Linked DNA regions of Zea mays: region 1 is linked to region 2. A link is a contact called in public Hi-C data. All regions are on one chromosome and are shown on one strand. The core of a region is the stretch at or near the end of the contact, and the rest is flanking DNA. Distances in the headings are between cores, read along the strand shown. Region 1 has its middle 81 kb from the start of LOC100280767. Region 2 holds the start of LOC100280767 (malate dehydrogenase, cytoplasmic).

Region 1 (5,194 bases), core at 442-2,941, 80 kb after region 2:
AAGTGTTGATAAAAAGGTGGTGTGAAGTTAAACTCTTTCAAAACGAGGCTATGTTAAACTTTTTAAAGACATGCAAAACTCTTTTGCTTAAATTCAAACCCTATTAAAAAAATTTGCATGATGAATAGAGTTAGTCATGTCTCTTCATGTGCATCACATAAATACGAACTTATCTTGATCATAGAAAAAGATGCATGGAGTTTGGAATCGCATAATCACATGAAAAGATAATTCCAACTTTGTTTAAAACACTTTTCTTAAATAAGTCAGTATATGTGATGTCAACCAAACTTTGCACTCATGCCTGAACAAATCTAAATTAACTCTAGAACAAAAGTTAGTTAGGGTTTGCTTTTGCAAAATCTGGAGAAGATGCTTAAAAATAGGTAAAACCAATGTTTATGCCTTTTTCATGGTCCTATATATGTTGCATAGCATGTGACATATGTTTTATCAAAACGATAATTTTATGTCTAAACAAAAGTTAGAGTAGATTATGTACTACCAAGTTTGTTTCTACTACATACCCTAAGTCAGCATCTAAATGCCTCAAACGATGGACCAAAACTTTGAATCCCCTTTCTAAAAACCTCAACCCTGATTTTTGCGGTCCATGTTTAAGTTAGAGCTGAAACCCTATGTTTGACGCCTAATAGCTCACAGATGTTTGATCTTCTCAGCAAAGTCCCTTTCTGAAAGCTTTACTCCTTTATCTCATCTCCATCTTTTGTATAACACCTCGAGTCAGTCATGCATGAGTTTTGGAGTTAATGTGACATAAACTCAGTTTCACTAACCTATAGTGATTTGGAGGTCTCTGAAGTCTGATAGTTCAGACCAAACAGTAACGGTGCGCCATGTTTGTGACTCTTTATTTCTCAAATCTATGTATCAAATCCTTACTAAGTTTTGTATCTTGATCTATTCTGGTGAGATGCAAACAAGTACCATCAAGTTTGGAGCATGTTTGGACCTTCAAAATAAATTCACAAAACTTCTAGCCTCACTGAGATTCATGAGTTCTGACTGAAATCCTGAAACTGAATTTCGATTTCTTTTACCAACCTTTGGAACTCCCAAACCGTTCCAAATCTTGCTATAAACCTTTAACCAAACCGAAGTTGTGCCCCTTCGCGTAGCTCTACAATCCGTGTTGAGTAATGTTTGCCTCTCGTCGCATGGTTTCGCGGGAAATTGGGAACGGATCAGTAGCCTGTTTCAGTCCGTCTGACGGTTCAACTGCCTGTGTTGCAGTCAGACCAGGAGGTCGCGGGCGTGGCCGACCGGCAATCGCTAGTGAAGAAACGCCAGAGCGCTCGCCCTGCCTCCTGCTCGTCCATCTCTCTCGTCTCTCTGCTATGCTCCAGAGCCGGAGCCACCATGCCCCACCATGGCCAGGCCGTTGGGCAAGCCACAGCCACTGTGTTCCCCATACTCCGCTAGTCCTACGCAGCCCTTAGCTCTCGGTTCCTTGATCTCTCATTCGCGAGCTCGAGCATCATCGCCGAGTTTTAGAAACTTTTGCCACCACCTGTGTTCCGTACTTCCGTTGGTCGCAACGCTGAGGAGCCCACGAGGCATCCTCTATTATTGCCCCCTTCTTCTATCTTCGACCTGCCCCCTCGCTCACCTTCGCTACTCTAGACGCGCTGCTGTGCTTCTTTCCGGCCTTTCCCCACCGCCAGCGGACAACGACAGCAGGCACCGCCTGCTCGTGCGGTCGGCTGTCCTCGGGCTGTCACAGGGCGAACAGCAGGCACCTGCGGTTGCGCGCGGGCTCGGGCGTGCTTCTGCGCTGCTGCTCGCTTCAGAATCATCTTTAAAAAAATGTATAGGTAGTGGCGGTTCTATTAGATATCCGTCCGTGAAAATCATCTTTTGTAGGGTTTTTTAGGGTGATTTCTTTACATAACCGTCAATGAAAATGAAATTTAAAAGATTATTTAAAACAAATTTTAATTTAGAACAGAGAAAGTATTGTTTTCAGCAATAGTTATGACAATGCAACCACTACTAAATTCGTATTTTCAAGGGACCCTCTGCTACTGTCTTATAGACACGCTGACACTTTACAACCCTTAAAAATTTGAATTTAATAGTGGTTGCACTGCCGTAACCATTGCTGAAAATAATACTTCCTCTTTTCTAAATTAAAATTTATTTTAAATAATCTTTTAAATTTAAATTTCATTTTTATTGACGGTTATGTAAAGAAACCACCCTAAAAAAATGATTTTCACGGACGGATATGTAAAAGAACCGCCACTATCTATACTTTTCTAGAGACGGTTAAACACCCGGTGCTACAAAGTACGGACCCTAATGGCATAGGATCTCTCATGTGGATCCCAATGTCCACACATCCAACTATTGCGCCTGTTCAGCACCAGACTCCACTCACACAGCTACCACAGCGCGCAAAAAAAGTGCAGAGTGAGCACTCGAACCTAGACCCCTAGCTTTCGAAATTTAGGGCTAACCACTAGACCACATGTACCTTAGTATTTAGAAATAAACAATAATTATATTTGAATAAATATCTTAATACATATTTATATGATATATAAAAATCTAGCAAAGCACGGGCAACTGACTAGTCTATTTACAAGGACGGCTCTGCTTAAACTAAAATTCCACTAAAATAAATTTTGAACATTTTCCACCAAATTTTAGAGACCAAATGGCAATGGTCGGATTCAAGTCGGAGCAATTAAAACCCAACCGCCATCACACCCGTGAAGTCCATCTAAACTTGTATGCGATCACAATCACAATTGCAATTCCAATCCCGCACCCAAACCTGTCAGGGCTCTGGTTGGATTTTGGGTTACCCATGGGTTTGTACTCATTGTACTCTTTTAAACATTAATCTAGCTATAAGAAATGTAACAACAATAATTAAATTATATGTATGGATTTTAAGCCTTATCATAGTAGAAACAAAACATTTCATAAATTATTAGCCCAGTCACTTATTCAAAATAATTGCTATTGTTTCTTAACCATTTTTGCACAAAATAAAAATGAACCAAATTTCGAGTTAGGTGTGCAGGTTGAAATACAAACCCGCACCCACACCCGCAAAACTTTGGGTCGGGTGCGGCTGCACCCGTGGGTCAAAATCTTCACCCACACTGGTGCTTGTCGGTTAGGGTACCCATCAGTTTTCGGGTTTGTAGGTTAAATTGTCATCCCTAATTGCAATTGATTTAAATGAACTTCATATATACTAGTGATCTAGTTAACTCATATGAACTTGGCTTGCAAAGTCTTTGTAGCATACTTTAATTTACATTACAACCCACTAATTAACATTGTGATTCATAACAACAATGAAAGAAAAGATTGTGATCTGTCGCAAAGTCCAAATTGTAATCATAGAAGTAGCCATTCTCACGGAGAACCTACCGAGTGCAGAACTTGCAAATATCATCTCGAACTTTGTGAATTGAGACGAAAACAATCTATTTTTTACAAATAGGACATGTCAATATTCCATGCATGCTCCACCTAGCAAATATGTCATAAGTTATGAACTCATGTACCGAAAACAAATACCATACCTAGAGATTGAACTTTTGCTTCTTGAAGCAATAGTAGGCTTCCACTCCTTCCCATAGCTTCTTCAACTCTTCAATCAATGGTTGAAGTATCACATTAAAGCATATGACAGTATGTTTTGGTCCAGGTATAACAAAGCATAGGAACATAAAACTCATATTTCATGTAAAGCAATGGTGGAAGGTTGTACGGGATGACAAAGACAGACCAACATGAGTAGGATGCAGTGGTCATATTGAGAGGTGTGAAACTATCAATCGCCAAGCTGATATGAACATTTCTTGTATCCTTGGTAGACTCTAGATCAAAGGTGTTCAAAGCCATCCATGCATCACCATCTGACGGGTGCACCATTAGCCTATCTTTTTATCCTTACGATATCTGTGCCACCTCATGTGCATAGCGGTCTTCCTTGAGAGAAACAAATGTTTCACTCTAGGAGTGAGAGACATTTACCTAATCTTTTTAACCTTGATGTACCTTGAGTTACCACACTTTAAACACTTATGTTCTATTTCATGTTCCTTCCAAAAGATCATGCAATTGTCCTAGCACACATCAATCTTCTCATACTTTATATTGAGACCTTCAAGTAATTTATTAGATTGGTACATGTCATTAGGCATCTTGTCACTCGTTGGAACAACCTCACTAATCAAATCCATGAGCTGCTTACAACAAATGATTGAGAATACAAACTTGCACTTGATTGCCATCAGCCGGGTCATGATTTTGAGAATGATAACAATTGTGTGCCCATGAAGAGGCTCTTCTAAAGTTTTAAGGATATCGAAGAACTTCTAAACCTCAGGTGTAGGAAAATCATGACGATCTATGTCTAACTCTGGTTGTGTAGGACCCATGAGACGACCAGAGGGGGGGTTGAATTGGAGCCACTAAAAAATTCTCCAACTTGGGACAACAACACTTGTGACTTGATTCCCTGACCAATCGAATCTCCAGGGACATCAAAAACACTCTACAAAAGAACAGATCAACCACAGATCGATTGACTGCTCCAACCAAGTTCCGGAGAAGAGTATAAGCTCAACAGGACGTAAAAGACTTGATTTAAAACCAAACTTTCACAAGAAACTCCAAAGAAGACCCCAAAGATCTAGTAAAAATTATGGGTCAAAGTATGAGAAAAACACCGAGCGGCACTACCGGACTGCAAAATTTTTCTAGAATGATCTCAAATTTTGCAGGCAACAAGATGCAAGGGGAAAATGTTGAACCGTGAAGTTTGAGCAGGAAAGAGGAAAACCCCTAGTCCAGCAGTGTCGGCCTTGAGAGTGGCAGCGCCACACTGCTAAACTTAACATAATCTCCTCAAATTTTGCAGACAGTTTGCGCACGGTGAAAGGAGTTCTCTGGTGAAGTATGAACCCAAACAAACAAGAAATCAGATCGCAGATCAGAAATCCCTAGATGGATGGGGTTCTGATGGGGTTTTCTCAAAACGAATTCAATGAGAAATCTACTCGGATCACGACCAAGAACTGCATTGTATGAGCGTACACAGTGATCCAAAGAATCTACTTCTCCACAAATCAACCCCAAATAGAACCCTTTCCCTAAGAGCTCAAAGGTTCTCCACAAGATTGCAAATAGAAGAAGGGGAAAACTCAAG
Region 2 (5,561 bases), core at 1,094-3,593:
AGCCACCATGCATCAGTCATGTCCGCATCTAACATGACAATCTATTTTTTGCCGTTTTTACGGGGGATGTCACATAAAATGCCATGTTAACGACCAATTGTTAGTGACTAGTGATTTAATTTCATTCGTATAAGACAAAAAAATTAACTGTCCTTATCCAACACACGTGCACTATGATAGCGGCCTCGTCCTAGTATGCGTCCTAACCCTAGTCATCCGATGTCCGAGTGGTTGCCCTACTCCATGGCACGATTACAGTCGACAGGCACCCATGCCCAGGTTCTAGATCGGCAGGTGGCAATAGCTAAGGTTGCCCACCACAAGGCACCAGCCATCTGTCATCATTGTACATGTCCATGCAATTGCTAGTAGACCCTCCTTTGATCCATTCCTGAATCCGCCATTGTACATGTCCATGCAAAGCAGAATGCAACAACACCCTATCCTATCATAGCATGTCGCAAACCTCAAAGCTAGAACAAATTCTAGCTCCTCATTCCAGTATGCTACATGGACACACCATTATTGCTGATACATCTTTAAAACAAAACAGACAATTATTGAATGCCACAAATATTATCCAACATGGTATCAGAGCTGTTGAGGGAAGAAGGTCGCTATAACAACAAGAAGGGCAGAGGGGCTAGGGAAGGGATAAACCAAGGCAACCCTTCCACCACAAATGTGGAGAGACTACTTCAAACCCCCGACTGTCGACTCGATGAGACAGCTCTCACCACTGCACCAGGCCTGCCTTTCCATTCGAGCTTGGTACAAGCATATACTAAAATGGAACTGAAAGTAAGGGCATGTTTGGCATGACTCTACTCCACCTCAGAGCAGCTCTACTCTAAAACTCTAGCTGGAGCAGCTCTGCTACAGAGTTTATATTGTTTCTCATAACCGGTGGCAGTGGCGGGTAAATAACTCCAAACTCCATGACTAGGTTGCTTTTTTGGAGCTTTCGGAACAGCAAAAGAGATACTCCAAAAAATTGTACTGCAGCTCCAAAAACTCCATAGAGTTTACAACTCTGGAGTTAGTGTGTTTGGTATGCCCTGCCCAGCTCCTCCTTGGAGTTTTGCTCTGGAGCCATTCCAAACACGCCCTAAATATGCATTGTACACCAGCTCTAATACCATGAAATACTGAAATATGACACAAGCAGCTGACTTAATTGTTGTATCGCAGTAGATGCTTGTCAAAATAGTTCCATAACAGACAAGTGTCACGCATGCTGTGCAATTTTATAAATGAATCCTAGGCATAAGCTAGAATAAACAGATAAGCAGAATATCTAACTAAAATTTGGCTAATCCATACCAATCCGACAAACCCTGTTGTTATGATAACAGAAGTGCAAGAACTCAGATGACATGCTACAAAAGAGTGAACAAGTCAAGACAGCCCTATAATTTGGCGTGACCAACTTTTGATTGAGGCACATTGAGAGCCCCAAACAACTGGGGCCTGGACCCCTGCCCCATGGATGCCTACACCACTGTCATTAATGTTTGAGGAAGTTCCACTAATTACATTGCATGATTATTAAGACATCTATCTAAACAGCTAAAATGTTACATCATTCAGGCAATGATCAAGTAGACAGAATTCATGCAAGTTTTCACATGTAAAATCCATGGAGTAACAAGATCTGTAACTTAAATCCCACAAGATATTCTAATAAGATTAAATGTATCAAATTCACTCTTTGGTGTAACCACTGACTCCAAAACCCCTAAACCAGATCAGAACATGGTGCTATCCCGAAACCTTCCATAATAGAACCCGTAAAGTTCAACTAGAAACCACAGCGGCGAAATCAACTATCTAAAGAGTAAGCCATTCATTAAGCGAAGCTAACGAGTTAACCGGATCAAGGGGATACCACGAGAATCAAGTGGCTACCATCAATCCCAACCACTGATCAGATTAGCTAGCATCGCAGATCGGTTCAACTTCACCAGCTGAACAAGGACAGTGACAGCGACAGTCAGCTCTTCGACTGGTCAAATCTAAATCAACCCTAACGCCCTAAACACCATCAGATCAAACGAAAAAAAAACAAGATCTAGCGAGCTAAGCACACTAAAGCCCACAGAATCGGATCGGACTAGGGCCGACTAGGCCAGATCCGAGACGGACCAAAAGACACCGAGTACTACGCGGATCGGGAAGGGGGAGGATTCAGCAACGTACCTGCGGCGCCAGTGACGAGCACGCGCATCGGTTCCTTCGCCATCGGAGCGAGTAGAGGAGGAGGCGGAGAGTTTCGAGAAGGTTCTGGAAGCGGGGGTTTGGAGTGGCTTTGGAGGAAGCGGCAACCAAGGATAGCAGATGGGATGCGACATGCGACAATGGGTGGCCGCTATTTAACGACGCCGCTGTGACGGGGAGCCAGGGGAGTCCACTGTCACTCGCCCCACAACGAGAGCAACTGTTCATAGTCACTGACAATGGGCCTGATACTTACGGGGTCCAGACATCAGTGTTGCAATGTGGGCTCTGTGCCTGATACTTGCTGCTCAGCTGCTGTGTGCGGTGTGCCTACTGCCTAGGCAAGAGGCTTGCGAACAGTGACGACTTGTCGACTTGACCCTGTGGCCTGTGGCGCTGGCCACCGGCCCACCGCCCATGGCTTCGAATAGGAGTGGATATCGAGCTGACTCGGCTCGGCTTGGCTCGACTTGAGTTGACTCGTTAAGATAACGAGCTGGCTCGGCTCGACTCGTTATGTTAACAAGCTGAAGATCCAACTCAGCTCGACTCGTTTGCCAACTCGAGCTGGCTCGTGTAGCTCGCGAGCCAGCTTGATAATATCATGTCTAGTGTCTACGAACGAATATAAAAATATGTAGCAAAAGAAAAGAAGGAGATCTATTTAGAAAAAAGAATAGAGTTTGCAACTTAAGATTCCACACTCAACAAAGAACAAGATTAACTATAGTAGAGTATAAGATTAACTATTTTGGATCCGAGATTATTGTAATTTGACTAATTACTCCAACTCGTTTGGCTCACAAGTCAGCTCGCGAGCCAGCTCGAGCTGGCTCGTTATCGTAACGAGTTTAAATACAAACTCAACTCGTTACAAATTATAAACGAGTCGAGTCATTATTGAGTCGAGTCGAGCGAGTTAACGAGCTACGAGTTTTTCGTCCAGCCCTAGCTTCGACGGTGATCTTTATTTCCAAAAGTCAAATAATCTAAATTTTAATCAAATATAATCATAAAACATTAATAATTACGATATTTTAATAATACCATCAGATTTATCTTATCATATATTTTCATATTAAATATATTTAAAAATAAAAATATTAATACTAATTTATATAAATTTAATTAGAAAATAAAATTAGTTGGATTCTCAGATTATATATATACTAGTACAATAATAGCACACAATCATATTTGATACATATGATCCACGTATCAAATATAAGAATAAATATTACACTTTATCTTAGTTCAAATGCTGATAAATGTATGAGTTGAAAAATAGCTCGACCTTTTTTTATAACTTGCTCGGTCGTACGTCCTTCTTCAGCTAGCGAAGTGTTACTATACGCTACATATGGCTTCCTGTCGTGCTAGGATTGGATGATTTCTCACAGCCCATATGCAGTGTAACGGTCCATTTATAGACGTGAAGCGGGGAAGAGAAAAGACATACGCACTTCACACGTGACGCACAACGTAAAACTAGAGCTAAAAGTTGAGACAATGTTGGGTCGGCACGGCCCAAACCCATCATACTTCAGGCCAATTTTTTTTGGACCAGCACGTCACAAAAAAATTCGGGCTCAGGAGTGTCGTGTCCAATTAACAAAAGTAGGCTATCTTCAAATTATTTCTAACTTTGTTATACATTAAAAATTATATGAGAAAGAGAAATCAATATTTTCTATAACTTTTGTGAAGAGGTAAAAATTATTGAAGCATGAAATAATCATTTAAACATTACTTTTCTAATTCGTGCCCCACTCCATATCGTGCTAGCCCAAACATGACCCATCTAATACTACCGGAATCGCAGGCTTTGTCGAGTGTTGTATTCTTTGCCGAGTGTCTTTTGTCGGGCACTCGGCAAAGAAGGCTTTGCCGAGTGCCACTTTACCGAGTGCTGAACACTCGGCACAGGACGACACTCGGCAAAGACAAGTTTGTCGAGTGTCAAACACTCGGCAAAGGGGGCTCTCGGCAAAGGGCCGTCAGCGGCCGTCCCAAAGCTGACGGCCGTCAGTCTTTGCCGAGAGCCAACGGCTGGCACTCGGCAAAGAGGCTTCTTTGCCGAGTGCCAGGAGGCTTTGCCGAGTGTCATCGCTAGACACTCGGCAAAGTATTTTTTTATTTTGTCTCCCAAAATTTTTGTGGTATGTTCCTACACTATGTAGACCTACATGTATCATTTGTGGACAATTTTAACAGAGTTTTCAATCGTTAGTAGATTTAGTTCGTTTATTTAAATTTCTTCGAAAAATTTAGATTTGAACTGCAGGTCACTCGAAACTTGGAAAACCGTGCATGCAAAAATGATATTCATGTTACTTAGCATAAGTTACGACCGATTCCAGGAGCGGACCGGAAACTTCGAGCAACATGCTCACTAAACATGGTCGTGAACTTGCCATCCACATGTCTAAAAATTGCATAAAACACAAACAAAGTCAGAAAATCCTGAAACTTGTCCACGTGTCATGATATCATATGTACAGGCTGCGATAAAAATTTTAGAATGTTTGGAGAAATTTGTGAGACACTATGTGTACAAACCTAAGAGATCCACATTGAAACTCTATGATTTCATGTGTAGTTCTCTTAGGTTTCTACACATAGTGTCTCACAACTTTCTCCAAACATTCTAAAATTTTTATCGCAGCCTATACATATGATATCATGACACGTGGACAAGTTTCAGGATTTTCTGACTTTGTTTGTGTTTTATACAATTTTTAAACATGTGGATGGCAAGTTCACGGCCATGTTTAGTGAGCATTGTTGGGGGCCTTCGGCTTCCGAAGGTCCTCAAAAACGTAATTGACTATGTTCTCCAAAAGAAATATGTGACCAGGTACCTTCGAAGTCAAGTTGCGAGTATACAAAAGCATGGTTAAGGCGAAGCTTAACTGAGCCGGCAATCACGACGAAGGATAAGACGATCACGAAGCTATGCGTAGAAGAGCTTCGGCATAACGGCGGAAAGGGAAACCGACTTAAAGATGAAAAGCCAGATTAGACCTCGAAGAATTACTATAGAATTATTGATAAATGTAAAGGGCATTAATGTAATCTTGCATGGGCTGCGACCCGTGCCTATAAATAGGTGAACAGTATTCTCGTACTGTTCACGCTGACTTGGCATTCACTTTTGCGCCACGCCTGTATTTTCTTTCCTTCAAGCCGAAGGTACATTTGTAATTTATCTTTGTCTATACAAGTAATACAAATAGAAATATATTAATAATAATGTTTACAGAAATTATGTTACTTTCTGTATTTTATTTGAATGTTCTCCATTTTTTATCATGATCATGAAGGTACGTCCTTCATGACCTTCG

The links. A called contact is a pair of places that touch in the nucleus more often than the background predicts.
Region 1: a Hi-C map of ear shows a contact between it and region 2, with 2.7 times the contacts expected there. The contact joins the enhancer-like site here to the promoter of LOC100280767 in region 2. A contact is called at or near these places in 5 of 25 Hi-C or Micro-C datasets (ear, leaf and tassel).

Annotation. Positions count from the first base shown.
Region 1 is chr5:29,834,885-29,840,078 of Zm-B73-REFERENCE-NAM-5.0, forward strand. No RefSeq gene overlaps it. Among protein-coding and RNA genes, the nearest start is that of LOC100280767, 81 kb to the left of the region's middle. Within about 2 kb of position 1,692, at least 8 of the 20 cell types and tissues checked have an H3K27ac peak or open chromatin away from gene starts, as enhancers often do. A contact at or near this core is called in ear, where this site is marked.
Region 2 is chr5:29,754,199-29,759,759 of Zm-B73-REFERENCE-NAM-5.0, forward strand. LOC100280767 (malate dehydrogenase, cytoplasmic) reads right to left here and starts at 2,344. Exons shown (of 7, transcript NM_001398308.1): 1 at 2,200-2,344. The coding sequence starts at 2,242.